3 separate regions of the Mus musculus genome follow, and all the other regions are linked to region 3. Evidence: chromatin contacts called from public HiChIP or PLAC-seq and promoter capture Hi-C data. All regions are on one chromosome and are shown on one strand. The core of a region is the stretch at or near the end of the contact, and the rest is flanking DNA. Distances in the headings are between cores, read along the strand shown. Region 1 holds the start of Gpr157 (G protein-coupled receptor 157). Region 2 overlaps Gm13067 (a long non-coding RNA gene). Region 3 overlaps Clstn1 (calsyntenin 1).

The links. Promoter capture Hi-C pulls out the DNA fragments that hold promoters and counts their contacts. HiChIP or PLAC-seq counts read pairs in DNA pulled down with a chosen protein or histone mark.
Region 1: a contact with region 3 is called in a promoter capture Hi-C map of pre-B cells, with 2.9 times the contacts expected there. The contact joins the promoter of Gpr157 here to the enhancer-like site in region 3. A contact is called at or near these places in 1 of 39 promoter capture datasets (pre-B cells), 2 of 15 datasets of contacts at CTCF or cohesin (embryonic stem cells and large pre-B cells), 8 of 484 Hi-C or Micro-C datasets (cortical neurons, embryonic stem cells, nephron progenitors and 2 more), 3 of 115 datasets of contacts at active chromatin or transcription factors (T-cell acute lymphoblastic leukemia, large pre-B cells and memory CD8 T cells) and 1 of 9 other capture datasets (pancreatic islet).
Region 2: an H3K27ac HiChIP or PLAC-seq map of large pre-B cells shows a contact between it and region 3, with 2.7 times the contacts expected there. The contact joins two enhancer-like sites. A contact is called at or near these places in 1 of 39 promoter capture datasets (the C10 cell line), 1 of 484 Hi-C or Micro-C datasets (nephron progenitors) and 1 of 115 datasets of contacts at active chromatin or transcription factors (large pre-B cells).

Annotation. Positions count from the first base shown.
Region 1 is chr4:150,086,248-150,089,474 of GRCm38.p6, forward strand. It overlaps Gpr157 (G protein-coupled receptor 157), which reads left to right and starts at 1,256. Exons shown (of 4, transcript NM_177366.3): 1 at 1,256-1,889. The coding sequence starts at 1,507.
Region 2 is chr4:150,047,385-150,051,113 of GRCm38.p6, forward strand. It overlaps Gm13067 (a long non-coding RNA gene), which reads left to right. Exons shown (of 7, transcript XR_390962.2): 6 at 295-1,881. Among named protein-coding and RNA genes, the nearest start is that of Mir34a, 19 kb to the right of the region's middle. Within about 2 kb of position 1,922, at least 187 of the 459 cell types and tissues checked have an H3K27ac peak or open chromatin away from gene starts, as enhancers often do.
Region 3 is chr4:149,640,487-149,643,741 of GRCm38.p6, forward strand. It overlaps Clstn1 (calsyntenin 1), which reads left to right. Exons shown (of 19, transcript NM_023051.5): 11 at 1,172-1,228; 12 at 2,709-2,866; 13 at 3,095-3,243. Among named protein-coding and RNA genes, the nearest start is that of Mir7023, 13 kb to the right of the region's middle. Within about 2 kb of position 1,740, at least 14 of the 459 cell types and tissues checked have an H3K27ac peak or open chromatin away from gene starts, as enhancers often do. A contact at or near this core is called in pre-B cells, where this site is marked.

The DNA of each region.
Region 1 (3,227 bases), core at 6-2,505, 450 kb after region 3:
CTTCCTTACTTTTTTCTTTTCATGTAACATATTTAAAATTACATTTTTTTAAATTTATGGGTATGGGGGTACGCCAGCCACAGGTGTGGAGGTCAGATGTGGAGGTCAGATGACAATTTACCCCACCAAGTGCGTCCTGAGAATCAAATTCAGACTGTCAGTGTTATTCTGCCCTGGCAATTACTCAAGGCCATCTCATAGGCACTAATGTTTCATTCCTTAACATCGCACCTGGCGCTGGAGAGATGGCTCAGCGGTTAAGAGCACTTGCTGCTCTTCCAGAGGATCAGATTCGAATCCAGCCCCCACATGGTGCAGGGGGTGGGGAGTCTGACGCACTTTTCTAGCCTCTGTGGGCACTGCATACACATGGTACAGGTACATCCGTGCAGACAAAATATCCACGCACGTAAAATGATAAAATGTATTTTTAAAATAGCACTAATAAGGTATATAGAATAAACAAGGAACTAAAAGTATATATATATTTCAGTAGGTGAGCACTTCATTGGGATGTGTAAGGTCCTGAGTTGTACACCCAGCCCCACAAAAACACAATACTTTCATTGTAACAAAAGTTAGAAACTTCCCCAAATCACCACCACAGATCTTGTGAAGATTTCGAGTACCCAAGCTTCAGGAATGTAGGCCATGCTCTGGACCTGTTTTTGCCACCATCGGAAAGAATGTTTCCAGCAACCACCCCTCCCCTCCCCAACACACACGTAAGCAGGCTGATCAGGGGAAAGTAACATTAGCCTTAAAAATGCCATTCTCCCCTCCCCGCCTCCCCCCAACCCCCAGAACAGGATGTCCTGGCCATTTGCTAACCTCCTAGAGTGGCTCTGAGAGGCAGAAGGCAACGATTGGGACAGGACTGGGAGGTACTAGGTAAGAGGGAAGCGTAGAGGCGCAGAGGCGTGGGGAAACGCGGAGAAGCGATTGAGCTTGAGGCTGAAAGAGCATCAGGGCGGAGCAATGCGCAAGTGGGGGGCATGGGAGGAGCTTGAAGGAGGCTGGGCGGGGCTCTGGGGCTACAGGGCGGGACATGGAGAGCTCAGGGGCGGAGCGCTGGAGCTTCAGATTCGGATGTGTTACTGCGCAGGGGCGGGGTGCAGGGGCGGGACGCGAGGAGAGCGCGCAGGGTTACAGAGTCGGGGTGTGGAGAGCTCATGAAGGGGCTACCAGCTTGGAGACAGCAGGGGCGGGGACTCGGGACGAGATTAGAGTGCTCAGGGGCGGGCGTGGAGTGCTCAAGGGAGGGACCTGGAGGACTCAGGGTAGGATTGTAGAGCTCAGGGACAGGGAGTGGAGGGCGCCGCGGTGAGACCGCTGTTGTGTAGTTGTTAGACTGGGCGGGGCTGGGACGCAGGCGGGACCCGTGGGGACGCGAGCCCGGGCGCCAAATGCCCAGACAGAGGCGACCGCGGGCTCGGCTTGGCCACGACCTCTCGGCACCCTTAGGCCTGTGCACCCTGGCTGTCTGCCCTTGGTCCCCAACCCACCATGCCCTCACCCGCGCCTCCCACCGAGCTGCTGCCGTGGGAGCGCGCGGTGGTGCTGCTGTCGTGTGCGCTGTCAGCTCTGGGCTCGGGCCTCCTGGTGGCCACGCACGCCCTGTGGCCTGACCTGCGTAGCCGGGCGCGGCGCCTGCTACTCTTCCTGTCGCTAGCGGACCTGCTCTCGGCTGCCTCGTACTTCTACGGAGTGCTGCAGGACTTTGCGGGCACTTCGTGGGATTGCGTCCTTCAGGGCGCTCTCTCTACTTTCGCCAACACCAGCTCCTTCTTCTGGACGGTGGCCATCGCCCTCTACCTATACCTCAGCATCGTCCGAACTACGCGCGGGCCCTCCACGGACCACCTAATCTGGGCTTTTCACCTCATCAGGTGAGTAGGAGACCCGGCTTTGCCTCCAGGCCCCAGACCCAGGCTTATGGGTCCCGGGCCTTGCGTGCTGTGCTGTGGCATTCGTGCTTTCCCTATCTAGGTGTCAAGGTGGTGTGTCCTACTGGCAGTCACATGCATCCCCGAACCATGGAAGGGTGCCCAACTTGCCCAAAAAGTTGGAGCCAAACCTGTCTGAGCGTCTCTGAAGAGGGTGGTCTCTGTATCTGCCCCAGCCAGAATCTCCCAGCAAGGTGTGGGTGGGTGCAGAACTTGCCCATAGGAAGAGGTCTGCCATTTAGAAAGGAATTGGAGACAGTCTGTGCCCTTTGCCTCCTACTTCACCGCGATCTGGCAGTCTCTGCTGCCCATGGAGAGAAGTTCCAGTCTGCAGGCTAGAAGATGAGTTAGGTGGCTGCCCTGGCCTAAAAGCCCACAGCTTCCAATTCTATACCACAGTGGTTGTGGTGCGTCCAGCCACTCTCAGACGATAGTGTGCCAACTGTAAAATGCACAGAGGTATGCTTCTTTAAGCTTTTCACGACATTTATAAACTTCAGGCCCCCATTACCTGCACTTTCTTAGACGCTTTTAAAAAAGATTTATTCATTTTATTTTATGTGTGTGAACTGACTGCATGTATGTATGTGTATGTGTCACGTGTATGTGTACTTGGCGCCCTCGTAGGTCAGACGAGGGTATCGGATCCCCTGGAACTGGAGTTACAAATGGTTGTGAACCATCATGTGGGTGCCGGGAATTGAACCAAGGTCCTCTACAAGAGCAAGAAGTGCTCTTAATCACTTCTCTTAACCATGCTCTCAACCATCTCTCCAGGTCACTCGATGTGGTCTTGATTGTCGAGAACTCAGGTCAGGGTCAGGCTGTCAGCCACCTGGAGTCCCTGAGAGTGGGGAAGCCCAAGGCCCTGCACTATGCTGGTCCACTCTTCTTTCACGCTTGTCAGCAAGAAAGCTGTGCCCAGAGGCCAGCCTTCCCTCCTGTCGTTTCAGTTTGAAATTCTCGGCAGTCTGCGCAGAATTTGAGGCAGGAAGCCTAAGGCTTGTTTCCTGTCTCTTTGCCTCAGCTCAAGGCACCAGCGTCCGCCCTAATTATAGGTCCCTTCTATTAAAAACTTGAATGCTTTCCAAGGGCCGAGCGGGTAGTCAGCACTTTGGTAGAGACAGGTCACCTGGGTGTCACACGCAGAGGCCACAAGCTGGGAAGAGTCACTTGACCTCCTGTTCTTGTAGCTGTTGGAAGGAGACCAGCCGGTCCTAAAGAAACGAAAGAGCCCTCCTCTCCACTTGCCAAGCAAAATCTTTGTGCCATGTCACCATG
Region 2 (3,729 bases), core at 672-3,171, 410 kb after region 3:
CAGCCTCCTTTTACAGAGACCCTGAAGCTCTTCAAAGATTGGGCTCTTGCAGTGAGAGTGATGGTGTGGAATTCCTACCCACCTTGCAATGGCTGGGCCTGCCTGGTAGAGCTGTTCATCTGTGCCTGCCATGGGCTCACTCTAGGTCTCTTGAGACCTCCCAGATACTACAAGTCTGGGGAAAGAGAATGCACAGGCTCATGCCCAGACATTTCCTTCTGCAAAACGGGGAGGTGAGGCCACTGCCCAAGGGTCCTTGCATGCTGGGCCAGTGTTTGCCTCTCTCTTCCTCAGAAGAACTCCCTTTCCCTTCCGTGTTGGAGGAATCGAGTCTCTCCCTCTTGATGCAGAGAATTTTGCTCTGGTGACCCAGGACCGCTTCAGTCTCACGGCTGTGCTTGGCGCTCACTCTCACGGGGACCCTGCTGAAGTGTGAATTCCAAGCGCGTGGAGGACTGGAGATGACGTGCACGGGTGTGAGTTTGCAGCTGATGAAGGGATTTCTGACATATAACTAACCACCCAGGACGGAGACATAGAGCCTGTGTCACAATGGAGCCGAGGGCAGTTTGTCTCTGGAGCATCCTGGCTGAGCCGGAGATCCATACTAGCAGGGGACATAATCATAGGTGGAGTCCCCTTTCCCACAGGGCAAGGTGGTCTTCAGGGCTGTGCACACCGAGCCTCTCTACTAACCCACAAGGGGGTCCTGTGCCGGCTGCCCTGGATAGAGAAGAAAGCGTGAGAAATGGGAGGCGCGTGCCTGGCTCGCTGCCCAGGCTCCTCCCTGCAGCTCTCTGCTCGGTACTTCAGTCTAAGTTTGTACAAAAGCCCTGCCCCACTCGAGGTCTCTTGCCCTGCGCTCCCGGCTCAAGAGCGCCATGCGCCCAGCAAGTCTCCCTCACTCCTGGGACCGGCTCACCGAGTTTTAAGACCTACGGAGCTGGGTCGACACAAAATCCCGCAGCGCCACAACTTGGAGACACGGTGAGTTGGAGAAAGGACACAGGGCCACGGCAGGGTGCTTGTTCCTGGCATGAAAACCTGGGGCTACGAGGGACACCCGAAACACTCTGAGGTGGCAATGGCTCAGAGAAGACGCTTCCATATTTAAGTGATCTGGACGTGGAACTTTTCTGACCTCTCCCTAGGGCGCTATCCTGCGGGCTGAGTAGCGTGTTGCGTGTCCCTGTGGTTTCTATTTGCTTGTTATAGGCCCACTCAGGTTTCGGTCTCATTGCGGAGAGGCGAGGGGGTACCCGGAAGAATCGCGATGGCCCGGGGTGCATGCATCAGCCTTAGGGTGGTGCGCCCTGAAACTAGGCAGCGAGCGAGACAAGGGACGCTGCGCAAACTCTGAGCTCTCGCTGGGGGAAGAGCGGACCCGGGCAGAGCAGAGGCGGAGGTGCGGGACCCAATGTCTGCAACCTGCGCGATAGGACCCCGGCCTGGCTGCTCGGTGCCCTTACGGTGTCCGGCCACCTCCCCCTACCCCTCCCTATTCCCCGCCTGGCCAACGCATAGACCAGCGTGACCCGGGCGTCCGCAGTGCTCGCTGGCACCGCCCTCACGCGCCCGGCCTTTCGCCCACCTTGACCCACTTTTTCTTCCCAGGTGACAGAGATGTGGCCATACCGACCATTTAAAGCGATTCCAACTCCGGCGAAGCCTGGCTGGAAAGACGCGGCTTCCATCCCGGCAGCCTGGAGGAGGATCGAGCAGGGGCTGTGCCTGGGCTTGCCTGGACTTGTTCAGAGAAGGGCTGCTCCCCTCGGTAACTGCACAGATTGGGGGCTTTGGGAGACGTTGCCAGAACCTGGAAGCCACGGCCGGGGGCTACTGGGGCCCGGGGTCTGCGCACCTGCTCGCCGTGGAGCCCAGGTAAACACTGAGCCGGTGTGCTTGTCTGTGGGAAAGTGTGCGAAGGAGTCGGGAACTAGGCCGAGTACTTGAGTGGTAATTACAGAGAACTGCTGGGTTGTGCAGCCCTGGGAAGGCGAAGAATTTCCAAGAAGTAACAAAATGTCCTTTGATATCATCATCTCTGGAGAGAAAGGGTTCCTTTGGGGGAGTTTTGCTTGGGCCGATTTTTTTCTTCTTTGATCTTTGTTGGGCGTGAAGAAGGCTCTGACGCCTTTGGGCTGTGCTCACCAATCTGGGAGTTGGGCTAAAGCTGACGACTCCCAGGTCCTCTTTCCCACCCATAAATGGGGGCACTGACCCTGCCACCCAGACTTGTACTGAGAAATTTATTAGGCAGGAAAAAAAAGTGCTTGGGTCACTAAAGCTGTGTTCTGAAAGTGTGTGTGTGTGTGTGTGTGTGTGTGTGTGTGTGTGTGTGTGTGACAATGTAGTGTGTAGCCCAAGCTAGTCTTGAGCTCAAGGCATTTCCCGCCTCAGCCTCCTGCACATAGATTCCTATTCTAACGTTGAAGCAGAGGGGTTTCCCCCGGGGTGGGTGAGAGTGCCCCTGCTGGCAGGGGCTCTGCCTAGCCTGAAAGCTTTATTGTACTCCGTGTAGCAGGGGCCAACCCAGGTCCGTCCGAGTCCCGTCCCGTCCCCCCCCCCCCCCCCCCAAGGCAGCTCAAGGACAAGTTTATTAGGATGTGAGAGAAAACAACGTGTCAGGCAAGCAGCACGTGTTGCCGAGGGCCCTGGGAAGAGGACACGGGAGAGAAGAAGAGAAAGCCATGCCTTTTGCAATGGAGGTGGGCAAGCAGCTGTGTGGCAGGGGTGGAAGATTTCAGAGAAAGAGTGCAAGAAGGCCCAGGGTGCCAGAAAGCAGGCTTGAGCCGCAGTCAGTAACCAAGAGAAAAGGTGACCAAGAAAGAGGAGGTGTGAGTTGGGACTCAGAAAGCAGAGCAGGCAGAGCCTGCAGGGCCATCCATGCTCAGAAGCCTTGTGAGATGGAGGAAGCTCGCTCGCTCTCTCTGGCTGCTTGGAGGGAGGTGTTTCCAGGAAGGACGAGGGCATCCTTTCATCAAGGGGATAATTATTTCTCTTTCTTCTTGGCCTGTCTTCAGGAGAATCCAGTTTCCTGGATGTGGGAGGGGCAGGGGTAGACTTCTGGCTGGGTGATTGGCAGGCCCCACTGGATTAAAGCTTAAAAGGAGGAGAAGATAGTATGTGATGTTTGGGGGTAGCTTAGGATGTCAGATCTCCACTCCTGGCCAGAGGTGGAATTTACATTCTGTTCTTTCAACTGGGAGGAATTAGTCTTCCCTTAACGAGCCTCAACAAAGCCAAGATCCCTCCATTCTTTTGGATGGTATTTTAAATATTAAGGAGGCAATTTGAACGTTTCCATTTATTAGCAAAACATGAAGGAGGGATTCATCCTGAGTGGCCTCTAAGCCCCCTGATATCCAGCTATGGAGCACTAGGTGATCATCTAGCAGCACCCACAGGACACATACTGCCATTCCCCTTCCCCACCCCATGCCTGGCAGGGCTCTACAGAGACCTGGGACCTGTGGCCTCTTGACAGTCAATGCTTGGGCTGGTGCATCTAGACATGACTGGGCCTCTTGTATAAAATGTCACATCCAGGGACAAAGTGGCACAGTGTTATGTGTGGCCAGTCCTGCCTCTGTCTGCCGTTCCGAGAGAACTCGGGGACAAATGGCTGTTCTTTGAGCTACAGTACTACGCAGTAATGGCCAGCGTGGCCATGGTAGGGAAAGAGGGAAACGTGTACATTTAAATATTAACCTTGAAGGTTCATCTGAG
Region 3 (3,255 bases), core at 490-2,989:
CTCGCCAGCCCTTTTCTAATTTTTAAAACTCCACGTGTTACAGTATTTCCGAGTGTATGTATATCTGTGCACCATGTGTGTGCCTTGTGCCTGTGGAAGCCAGAAGAGAGCATCAGATCCCCTGGAACCAGAGTTACAGATGGTTGTGAGCCACCATGTGGGTGCAGGGAACTGAACCCGGATCCTCTGAAAGAATAGCCCATGCTCTAACCCACTGACCCATCTCTCTAGCCCTTACCAACACATGCTGTTTAAAATTCAGTTCACACGGGAAAAGCTGCCCTTTGCCTTTCAGTGAATGTGGAACCCCTCTCCCCGATAGATCACAGTGGGGAGGATGGGCCATTGGCAGCTGCTTCACCCCTAACTGTAGATCCTGGTGGGTGGACATGGAGGTATAACCCGCTTCACACGTCTGGCCTCATCCCAGGGCATCTCTACACTGGTTGCATGGAGTAACGAGCACAGCATAGTGGCCAGTGTGACAAGGGGAGGCACTTCCCCGAAACACAGTACAGAAGGAGTGGGTTCTGTGCTCAGCCATGGGTGTCTAATCACCAGGGAAGCTTTGAATTCTCTACCCTGATCTGCAGCTGTAGAGACTGTGCTCTGTGAGTGCCCAGGCCTGCCGTGAGGTCCGTAGGCAGTCAGCCAGTGTCCCTCTTAACGTCGTCCTTCCTCTGGTACTTAAAACCCAGACAGTACAGACTCACGTGTTTCATGTGCCACATTCTGGACCTGGTATGAGCCCCTCCCGTTTTGTCCGTGCATTCTGCTTCCTGTCTGGAGGGAAGAAGACCCTGTCCAGGAGCTGAAAGTTTATTTACGTCTGCTCCAGTGCCACGCTCAACCAGACCTCCAGGAATGCACTGTCATGTCAGCTAAACAGCGAATTTGGTGTGCCTGCGTCTTTATCTTACTTTAAACCGATTTGTGTTTCTGCAAGAAGAAGTGCCTGTATAAAAGAGAAACCCCAAATGAAGCATTGGGGGATTGCACTTGGTGACCTCTGGGGAAAGGTCACCAAGTGCAAGCTTGTATGCAGGTGAACTGTGTCCCAGCAGTCAAGGGGGACTTTGGTCTCTGGGGCCCATGTTCGGCTGCTCCTTGAAAGCACAGTGTGAAGGCCCTAACCTCTTGGTCCTTTCTGCCGTCTGTCTTGCCTTTCCAGAGTATTCAGGAGTGGAGAGTGGCAATGAGACTGAGCCTGCGACGATGGCCTCTGCAGGTTGATGGATCACCCCACCCCCACCCGCATTCCCCATTCACTATAGCGTTTCCTTTAAAGATGAGACGTTGATCCATTCCACATGTCGCATGAGATGAGCAGATTGCATTTCGACCCCAGACACCATTTCAGCTGCTTGCCTGCATTGAGCTTCCCCATTGCCTCCTGGGACTTCCTTCCCTTCCTGCCCCATCAACCCTGCAGAGGCGGGCAGATCACACCCCTGTATGCTGCGTTTGTGGGGATCCTAGTGCCTTGAGTTCCCCAGGCCCACTGCATGAGGCTCCCACTAAAATTACCCAGGCTGGGTTTGGGAGGCCCCTTCATGGTGATCAGTTAGCTGAGCCACAGGACAGAAGAGCAGTTTCTACATTTTTTTGTCCTAGTGGACAGAAATTCTAAACAGAAATAGCAATTCCCTAGGGATGACTTGACGTGACAAGGCCCTGGCCTTCATTAACATAAAGGCGAGCTGTAGTTTGTGGCTGGTTATTGTGGTCTGTCAAGTCTGTCCTCTAGGGTTTCGCTTTCTTCATTCTGTCTTCCCTGACTGTTATCCTCAGAGATAGAACTCAACAGAGCTTCCGGGAAGCCAAGATAGCTCAATGCATGACTTGCTTGCTCTGCAAGCATGGAGCCCGGAGTTCAGATCCCTACCACATACCTGAACAGCGAGTGACCCCAGTGGCTCACTTGTAATTCTAGTGATCAGAAGTCAAAGACAGGGACTTCCTGAACAAGCTGGCTAGTTAGACCAGCTATATGGGCAAACTCTGGGTTCACCAAGAGGCCTAACTCAGTGAGTAAGATTTCCAGAGTCAACCTCAGGTTGACTCACATGCACACACACACATGTACCCAAACATATATGAACATACATACTGTTCATGTATGCATCGCACACACGCCTACATACATGCACAAATGTGTGAACACGCATACACTTGTGAGTACTGTACACGTAGACATGTAGAAGGCCCCAGAGGGTTTTATGTGGAGAATCTAAGCATCCAGAGTTCCTGCTGTGTGATGAGCCAGGCTTTCCCCCACGCCCAGCTCCTAAGTCCTCAGAGCCAGGAAGAGCGTCCCACAGTGTACTTGGCCAATAGGTGCCAGTTGTTGAGCAGGTAGAGAGGAGGGAGGCAGTGTCTGTGCACCTCGGTGATGGCACTGCCTTGGCCGCTGTCGTCAAGGAATGGCCAGGTGTATAAGGACCTTGGAGGGGCCTCTGAGCATTCAGGGTGTGGGTGAGGGACCCCTCTCCCGCTCCTCTCTTCTTCAGGCCATGTGCATGATCATAAACAATTTAATTTTTCATTGCGCTTCCATGTAAACTACAAGGCTAACAACAGGGTTTGTTCTGAACTAACTTGCATGTCCATCCATCAAGCCACCACCACTGGTAACACGGCCATGAGACATAACCAGGAGCCTGTGGGCCGCAAGCCCAACGAACCTCTCGCTTCCTTCCCTCCCTAAGGTGGCGACCTGCACATGACACAGTTTTTCCGAGGTAACCTGGCTGGCCTCACAGTCCGTTCTGGGAAACTGGCGGATAAGAAGGTGATTGACTGTCTCTACACCTGCAAGGAGGGGCTGGACCTGCAGGTCCCTGAAGATGCCAACAGAGGCGTGCAGGTGAGAGCTCCCCTGACCTTACTCCTAGCCTCGCCCTCTGAGAGTGGGGCCAGCAGGGTAGGGCGGACACGGGGTCCTGGACTTTACCCTATGTGAGCATCTTGTTCTTGGGGACTAAACAGCTTCTCCGAGACTCAGCCCCGGCTGATGACTCCACTGCCTCTCAGTTTTGGCCGCTCTCAGTTGGGACCTGGTTCCCCTCTCCTCTCTCTGGTATGTTGATTTCAGATCCAAGCAAGCTCCAGCCAGGCGGTCTTGACCTTGGAGGGAGACAACGTTGGAGAGCTGGATAAGGCTATGCAGCACATTTCCTACCTTAACTCAAGGCAGTTCCCCACACCAGGCATCCGCAGGCTCAAAATCACCAGCACCGTCAAGTAGGTCGCAGA